Linked DNA regions of Lactuca sativa: region 1 is linked to region 2. Evidence: chromatin contacts called from public Hi-C data. All regions are on one chromosome and are shown on one strand. Each heading gives the region's core, a stretch centred on a gene start, on an enhancer-like site or on the middle of the called end of the contact. The rest is flanking DNA. Distances are from core to core; before and after follow the strand shown.

Region 1 (4,600 bases), core at 1,489-3,988, 140 kb after region 2:
AAACCTTTTACTTACAAAAACCATTTCCAATTCCAGATTGCTTCCTTGTTCTTCACCAAATGCTCAACAAAAATCTAGAAAACAAATAAGATGCTGGTCAACAGAGCTGCATAGACGATTTGTCAATGCCTTACAGCAACTCGGTGGTTCACAAAGTTAGCCCTCAAAAAATCTTCATCTTTTTTCCCTAATTTTTAACTGAAGTTTCAGCAATTTTAACTGAATTTTGAATCTTTTGCAGCTGCAACTCCTAAGCAGATTAGAGAGCTTATGCAAGTCGATGGGCTTACAAATGATGAAGTCAAAAGCCATTTGCAAGTGAGTTGATTTTTTTTAAAATTCACATGATAAAGCTCTAAACTTTTTCGCAAATATAAACTTTTTTTATATTCTTTAAGTGAACTGTAGAAATCCAGACTTCATACACGAAGACTTCCACCATCCTCTAACACTTCATCTGCAAATCAATCTGGTGTCGTTTTGGGAGGATTATGGATGGGTTCCCAAGATTCATATGTTGAATAATCATCAAAGAATGGAATCTCTAATTCCGGTTCCCCTGATGGCCCACTCCTTATCGGCGCCACCATCACCACCGGTGACAATAGCGATGGTGAAGATGAGAGAGAGAGAGAGAGAGAGAGAGAGAGAGAGAGAGATAGAGAGGAGGTAGCCCAATGAATTATTTATTTTGGTTTTCTATTTTTTAAAATAGGATTAGGTAAAATTAATTCTAAAAAGAAATAGAAAGGGTATATTAGTCTTTTTATGTGGCTAAAGGACTGTTTGTTAAAAGTTTTGAAACCATAAGGACCATCTATGAAGTTTTTTGAACTTAGAGATTAAACTTGATATTTTCTAAAACAACAGGGGCCATTTTTGAAGTTTTGTCTTGTTATTATTAAGACAGGAGACCAATTGTCCATGAAAAAGAGTAATATCTACCAAAGTTTTCAAGCGGGATCTTACCCAAGATCATTTTATACTTAACAATTTTATTTTTATTATGCTTTTTGACATGAATAAGCAAGCTAATCTCATTAACATATCTAGGAATCACAAATACAAAAGATTTTTACTATGTAATCATAAAATACGTTTGGCATATTGAAAATGGTGAATGATTTGCTTTTAAAATTCAGGATGATCACAATTTATGTAGTGTTCGAGGTTTTGAATTGTTTGCATGAGATATTGCACTTTATGTTATATTTATTAAGTTTAATCGGTTGTAATTAATTAAAATTAATAAAATTTTCGTATTTCCATATCCATATCTTAAATTTGGGATATGAATTCGGATGTCCTAATGAATACGATCATCCTGCCTATGGTAAATTCACGAAAACTCGAAAAGTAAAGGATACGTTCCAATAGCAAAAATCGTGAGATCCTCGTTAGGATACCAAACCGTACATATCCCTAGGTTTCAAATTCTTATATATATAACTCGCAAACGTGTTCCCATGGCGACCATAAGACATGCAGCTCCATATGCTCTCTACTCTTGGCTTGAAACAAGCAGTTCAAACATCAATTTTGTCAAAAACATGGGTTTTTTTGTGGACTCGGATACCGGTTCTTAAATTCAACTTCGTTGATTTCAATAAACTCTGTTTTCGATAAGTTCGTCAATACGGTTTTATGTTATCGTGATGAATCAATCAAGCTGGATAGATTATTAACCTTCAGGCATCCTAAGGTGTGCAGTGCCGAGATTTTAAACAATGTTCTTGATTACGCTTTTTCACAGGGTGTGAAGCAGTTAGAAGCAAACATCTGTCACAGTCGACCACACCTGGCCGGTTAGTCTGCATGCATATATCGTCTGAGTCCTTGACACATTTGAAGCTAGTTAGCGAGAGCAGTACTAGTTGCATGTTTCTGGAGCTAAGATCAGGATCATTTAGGAATCTGACTATTTTATATCTGAAACGAGCACTTATCACTAATCTTGATACATTCCCAGTGTTGAAGATCTTGACATTGCTTTATTGTTATATTAACAGTTAACACAGTGAGTAAAACGAACACTTATAACAAAACTTTTTCATTATATTTCCTAAGACAACTTCATAAGCACTAATACGAGGATAAATACAATAGCTAGCCACCAACAAGCCTACAATAATTTGTAACAATGCAACTTTCTGCCTCTGTGTGGGTCATAATTTTTTACTTTTTTCATATTCTCCTTCAATAGTGACTTGGTGGGTCAACCCATTTGAAAATTTTTGCAGTTTTGATCGAGATCTTTGCAACCTAATCCACTAAAACGTCTTCAATTTTTTTAATAAAAATTAATAAACTAGGGTTTTTTATGTCATTTTACTAATTATAAAATATACCCCCGATTTTCTTCTCTCCAAAAAGCTTTGTTTATAACAAAACTAGGTGTAACACCTATGTATTACATGGGTTAATTAAAAAATTAAATATAAAGGTCTAAATATTTAGAAAAATTTGGATTTATAAGAAAACAAAAACAAATAATGAATTATCAAAATTGATTTTTTTATCTTTTAAATATAAATAAACAAACAAAATAAATTAATGAACTTTAATTTAGAAATTTAGAAATAAAAAGATAAGTCCATTAATAAAATTGATATTTATTTATTACTATATTTTTATAATTATTACATTAAAATAGAAAAACTTTTAAAATTACGTGGAAAAAAATTAATTCATAGCCACGTAATTATATTTGGCAAATTGAATGACGTATGAACAAAAAAATAAAATCATTTGGTTAGATTCAAAAAATCCTTACAAGCAAAAATGAAACAATCTAACTGCAACGAGTAATCATCAAGATAAGCTAAGATTGGCCGGCGAATCAATCGCCGTCTCTGATTGATATCACTTTGCTTCACAGCAAACGAAGAATCCAAAATAGCACCGTGAAAGCACTAAGAAACGGGAGATTTTCATTTTTTCGGAACACAAACATAGAAACTGAAATGAAAAAAAGTGTTAAGATATCAGTCAGCCTCAAGGACATTTAGGTTTGCACATTGGTTTTTCTATTTTAACGACTAATGTAAGCAGTTAAAACCTAGTCGATTGTATTCAATCAAGGTGCTAATTTTTGAAATTTCAATTTCTTCGAATGAAAAGGAGGGAACTTATTCTTGATCTTTTTAGATTATGTAGCAGTTGTAGCTCCGTCATACAATTGCATTCTCTCACCATCAAGACTGGGTTTGTTCAAGATAGTTTTATTGCCGCCAAGTTGAGTAACTGCTATATCAAATATTCATCGCTTGAAGCCACACGCAAGCTGTTTGATGAAACGCTTCAACCAACTGTGTATATATGGAATTCCCTCCTGAAATGTTACTGTATGAAGAAGTCATATGTAGAAACTCTTCAGCTCTTTCGTGATATGTTGTCTGTTGAAATACCTGACCAGGCTACCATATCGATTGCTTTAAAGGCATGCTCTGGATTGTGGGAGCTCGGGTATGGAAGAATGCTTCATGGGTTTGTTAAAAAGAAGTATGAGATGGATTCGGATTTATTTGTGGGGTCTGCTCTGATTGACATGTATACAAAAAGTGGACGATTGGATGAAGCTTTAAGAGTTTTCGAGGAATATCCAGATCCAGATACTGTTATGTGGACTCACATTATTACTGGATATCAGCAGAATAGCGACTCATATTTAGCACTAGAGTTCTTTTCAAGAATGTTAATGGAGGGGCATGTAAGTCCTGACTCAGTAACACTTGTTAGTGTTCTTTGCGCCTATGCACAGTTACCAGATCTTATGGCTGCAAGTTGTGTTCATGGATTTGTGATTAAGAAGGGCTTTGAAAATGTTCTTTCAGTTTGTAATGCTTTACTGAATGTTTACTCAAAATCTGGTTCACTAGTTTCTGCAGCTACTTTATTTAGGAAAATGGAAGAAAGAGATGCCATTTCTTGGGCTTCTATGGTTTCTTGTTATGCTCATAATGAAGCTGCTGATGACGCATTAAATCTTTTCAATGAAATGATGTGTAAAAGGGTTGAACCCAATCTGGTGTCTGTTATAAGTGCTCTTCAAGCATGTGAAGCCATGTGTAACTTAGAAGAAGGCAAGAAGATCCATGAAGTTGCTGTAAGAAAAGGGTTTGAGTTAGATGTGTTTGTCTCTACAGCTCTAATTGACATGTACATGTTCTGCTCTTCCCCTGATGAAGCCATGGAACTCTTTGAAAGGATGCCTAAGAAAGATGTAGTTTCTTGGATAGCTTTGTTAAATGGATGTGTCCAAAACGGAATGGCATATAAGTCAATGGAGGTTTTTGTTAACATGTTGTCTATCAAAATCCAACCAGATGCTATTCTTATGGTGAAAATCCTCACATCTTGTTCAGAATTAGGAGTTCTTCAACAAGCTATGTGCCTTCATGGGTATGTCATCAAACATGGCTTTGAAGATCATTCCTTTGTTGGAGCTTCACTCATTGATTCTTACTCTAAATGTGGTAGTTTGCATAACGCCATTAAAGTATTCAAAGCTATAGATGATAAAGATATTGTGATTTGGAGCACAATGATTGCAGGTTATGGAATTCATGGGAAGGGGAGGGAAGCTCTTGACTTATTCAAT
Region 2 (4,917 bases), core at 2,043-4,542:
TGGTAGAGTTGAAACAATCTTAAAAGCAGTGGGACGATTGTCCAGTTTGAACCGATTCGTGACAACCGATGGATTAATCGGCATCAATGGTCGTAATGATGGTTTCAAAACCGGTGTTTCTTGCATTGCAATTGCATTACTTGATTTACAACTTTGTTGAACACCAGACTCCATAGATTTGCTACCATTATCGATTGCTTTTTCAGGATCAATGGAACTTGAAGTTGCAGCTTTTTCAGAATTATCAGCTACACTTCCAAGTTTCTGTCTTTTCGCCACCTGTTCACCTTCCGTCTCCCCTTTTACACCTGTAGCCTGAAAACAACAAAATAACCATGTTACCATTTAGATTATATATACACATCGCTTCATAAGCTAACGCATATTGCAATATTGCATAGCAAGATAAAATAAGTGTTTACTTGTTTCGCAAGTTTGTCTAACTTGCGCCTAAAGTCATTCCTTTTCCGATCAAGCATTTCTTGCTTTTTGCGAAGCTCCTCTTTCAAAACCTCTAAATTCTCCAGCTTCTTTTGTGAAGGTGGAGGGACTTTTGGGGTGTTGATGATCACGGGCTTTGGGAGATCAGAAGAAGGAGCAGATGTTCCATTATGTGATGTTGATGAAACTGGTGGGCCACGTGGAGGTATTGGAACATTACTATTATTATACCCATTAATAGGAGGAACATTATCACGATTAGCCCAAAATAACCTAATGAACCGATTACCCATCACAGCATCAGGTGCTGTTAAAGCAGCTTCTGCTTCTTCTCCTTTGGAAAACTGGACAAAAGCACGATCCGTGTTTATAGGAATGTGGATATCGATAACTTCCCCAAATTTATGAAAATGTGAAAATAGGGATTCCCTTTTGTTTTGTTGGAGGGGTATGCCACTCACAAATACTGTTCGTTGTGCTTTCTGTGTAGGCTTTCTGACACTTTTCCCATTTATGTCGTTTCGTTTATGGAGGTGAACAGCTTGACCACTATTTGATGGATCCTGTTTTTCAATTGTCTCAAAATTTGAAGGGATTGGTTTTGAGATTATATTCTCTTTGGTTTCTTTGTTTTTTGTACTTGTAATCTTGGATACCATATGTTCATCAGACCCAGATGGGCCAGGATCCAACAAAGGCCTGTTTTCCTTCACATTGGATTGATTTATTGATTGTAATGCAGGTGATGTTTGAGAATCGTTACCCCATAGAGGCTGATCTGGATCATAAAAGTCAGCTCCAACACTTGGAGAAGGATCAATTAATGCATCATTTAACTCATGTGCATTATTAGCATTGCCACTAACTCCACTTTTCCTAGTCTTGCCACGTGAAGCTTTGAATGAGGTGGTTGGGGCACCAGGGGCAGGTAAAGATCCTGCCCCAGATGGTGCTCCGGGCAGATTTGCATTTTGAAGCGATACAGGGAGATTAAACTGTGAAAGGCTCTGCAAGTTGTAAAATAACAGCAGTTTCAGATAAATGTAAAGGCAATATAATAGTGTGCTATCAGATGAGTTTGAATAAAGAACATGTCATAGTATCATACCTGAACGTCTTCAACAACAATACGATTGACACCATGTTCCATTGGGCACATATCACCTCTTAGGCAAAAACCCTGTTCTTCAAAGTCTCTACAACGCTGACGTGGCAGTCCCATTCCCATGTTCATGGAGGGATTAATGGCTCTATATGTTCCTTGTAAACCAAGGGTATGTAGTGTATCAATACCACCATTTGGTATACCTGGAACCAAACCAAATGCACTCCAAGATGGACCATATGCATTTGAAACACTTGGTAAACCCCTTCCACCAAACATACCAGGGGGTACAGATCCTTGTTGAGCTATTCTAGAAGCAATATCAACAGAGTTGAATCTTGGATCATGTTGATTCCAGTTTCCTCTACCCCTCATTGGGCCAGGATCCCTAATTCTTTGGTTCAAATCCAAAGGTCCTTGTCGTCTTTTGTCCATAGGGTTGAAATTGTAATTTTTCCATGTGTCATTGGAATGGGAACCTTGTTCCCTGTAAATATGCCCATTTTCAAAAGGTTTGTTTCCTCTTCTGTATGGCTTATTAGTAAATACTTGTTCCATGGAATCTCTTTCCAGTGACTGAGACCTTGCATCATCTCTTCTACGATGCTTATGGTTGCGATCATCATCATCATCATCACTGATTTCTTTCTCATTAGGATTGCTTTCGGATACAGAAGGTGAGCGACCTGGTTCATGGGCTGGAACTTTAAGCTCCATTGAGTGCTTCTGATTGGTTATTTTATGGTTGAGAAGATGTAACAGTTACTAGTGGAGCCAATGAACCCACTGGATCAACCTGAAATATTCTCAGAAAGGATGTCTCCTGTAAGTGGCATTAAAACCTTTACCTTTATGTTTTACTTTAATTGATATGCTCAGAAAAGATAAAATTCAAAATAACAATGTTATTTGCTTCTTCTGAAAGACTGCATCAGTCATCAGATACTATTAATATTAAGAATTGAGACTAGCAAAAGTTCTCCAAATCCCTAGAAGCATCTATTGTTAGCTATAGCAGCAATTATTACCCATCAATGATGGCTGGAACATACATTCAGAATACAAAAAATGGTAATTAAATGCGTAGAGGGAGGATGATAGATAGAACAACACTCTTAATGGAAAAATGAACATGAACCGAATATGAGAACTTTCAGTTTCTTCTTCACTATCTACAAGTTTATTTCCCCAACGTTAAACATGAAATTGGAAACTGTAGACTGGTTCTCGAGGAAATTGACCCCCAACTGCTGTGCCGCAACACTCTATAGACATCATCTATCTAAAATATAACTCTTAGCACAATCTACATTCAATTTTTGCAGTCTAGGAGATGCTGAGTGATCCTATACAGACAATACAAAATGAACTACATAGTATCTTATGCAGCAATTTCATCAATAGGATCAAATCAATAGATCGCATAGAGTTCCAAATCAATCAACAATCATATATGATATGCCCTAACAATTGTACAAATACAACAAGATTTTATAAGAACATAAGAAACTAACCTCAGTCTAACGATTTCCCTTATTAGGGTTACGATTATTTGTGTGGAAATAATATATTATAGCGTCCCGAGCTTCGGTTCGTCTAATTAATGGCGGAGCTTACGTTTTACTTGTGTACGTATACGTGATTGTCTGTGTGTATCATCTTCTCCCTCCCCCCCCCTCTCTCTCTCTCTCTCTCTCTCTCTCTCTCTCTCTCCGTAAATTCTGTAGTTTCTCTCTCCAGGACGCAGGAAAGGTTTTACAGATAGGAAAAGAAGAAAAGGCTATGGTAAAAATTTAACAACTCAAACCCTCGTACTTTGCAATATGAACGCTGTTGATTTAGAATTTGGCAAATTTAATATTTCGACCCTCCTACTTTGTAATGTTGGTTGCAAATTTTCACGTAGATTGGACTTCTAAGGTTATGAGTTACTCATGTTTTGTTTCATGATTTTGGGATTATCTGATATTGAACTCGTTTTGAAAACTATTTGTAAACAATTGTGGCTTTTTACTTTAATTTAAAAGTTTAGATTTTTCAAAAGTTTTATGGATGCTACAATAACGTCATCGACTTGCTCCTGTCTTCTGATGTACCTGAAACCTTAAAATCAAACTGTAAGTCAAAGTTTAGTGAGTTCCCCCAAAATACAACACAAAATAACATAATATAATGCATGCAACCAGCCCTATAATACTAGGTTGGACCGTCACTAAGCCTTCAGCTACCAGTTGGACCGCTCCCAGCCTACAACATAAGTTGGACCAATCCCTTGGTCCTACAGTATCAGTTGGATCGCCCAGCTATCTTGGTCTTTAATACAAAGCAGAACCGCCTCAACCCCACAACACAATAACATGTCGACATATACAACTATAACCATAATCCAACAATTACATGTAATCATATAGATATACCAGTCTAACATATTACCAGTGAATACATATTATCATACATATCTACCAGTCTAACATATAACCAATATAGCATCATCCTATATACCAGGATACATAACCTAGTGGGCCGGAATTGGTTCCTTCGACCCACGAGTACAGTGAGGAAAACTCACCTCACGATCTAAAAGATTATTGAACTGATCACTGCTCCAAACACTGTCTCTACATGTCACCTATACAATAAACAAGGACCCAATCTCAATCGACTATTCAAATTCCCCCAGATGACCTAAAGTCAAACTTGGTCAAAGTCAACAGTCAATGGTCAAAAAGTCAAAGATCAACATTCAGACCGAGTACGCCTTGCATACCAGCTCTATGCCTTACGTAGAGCATCTGTGACATCCCCATTTTCTCGGCCAGAAAATACCGATTTTGTTTATGCTTTGTAAAAATCAGAGTACTTCTTTTCATAAAAATGTTGCGGAATTTGTTCCCAGAAAAACACGATAGATACGTTATCAAAACATTTTCGAATAAACGTATTTTATTCATTTTAAACGTTTGGGATGTCATCGTTAATACAGAAACATATGCATAAACCAAACTTACATTTATTTACAATAGTGATCTACGTCTTTTTAATCTCTCAGTGTAATGTGACTTTATATCAACATTTGTGATGTAAATAAACTGAGTGGGTCAGGTTGGGAAACCTGGTGAGTACATAGGGTTTTCAACCCACAATAATATAATTATTATGTTCAAACAATCAACCCAATTACCCATCCCCGTTATCTTCTTTACTCTTAAGGATCTACCCTAAGAATCAACCATTCCTCGTTCATACATTCCTAAGGATCATCCTAAGGAATCGGTACGAAGTCCATCGTTACCGGGGTTTACGCACTAAGTCTGCATAGTCGTCAGGATTTATACAACAAGCACTAAGTTTGCATAGTCGCCAGGGTTTTG

The links. Hi-C and Micro-C count contacts between places; a contact is called where the count stands out from the background.
Region 1: a Hi-C map of leaf shows a contact between it and region 2, with 5 times the contacts expected there. The contact joins the promoter of LOC111876404 here to the promoter of LOC111876410 in region 2. A contact is called at or near these places in 2 of 4 Hi-C or Micro-C datasets (leaf and seed).

Annotation. Positions count from the first base shown.
Region 1 is chr2:186,343,021-186,347,620 of Lsat_Salinas_v11, forward strand. It overlaps LOC111876404 (putative pentatricopeptide repeat-containing protein At3g01580), which reads left to right and starts at 2,739. Exons shown (of 1, transcript XM_023872923.2): 1 at 2,739-4,600. The coding sequence starts at 3,113. It also overlaps the pseudogene LOC111876407.
Region 2 is chr2:186,198,801-186,203,717 of Lsat_Salinas_v11, forward strand. It overlaps LOC111876410 (zinc finger CCCH domain-containing protein 41), which reads right to left and starts at 3,293. Exons shown (of 6, transcript XM_023872931.3): 1 at 3,061-3,293; 2 at 1,550-2,369; 3 at 423-1,448; 4 at 1-315. The coding sequence starts at 2,263.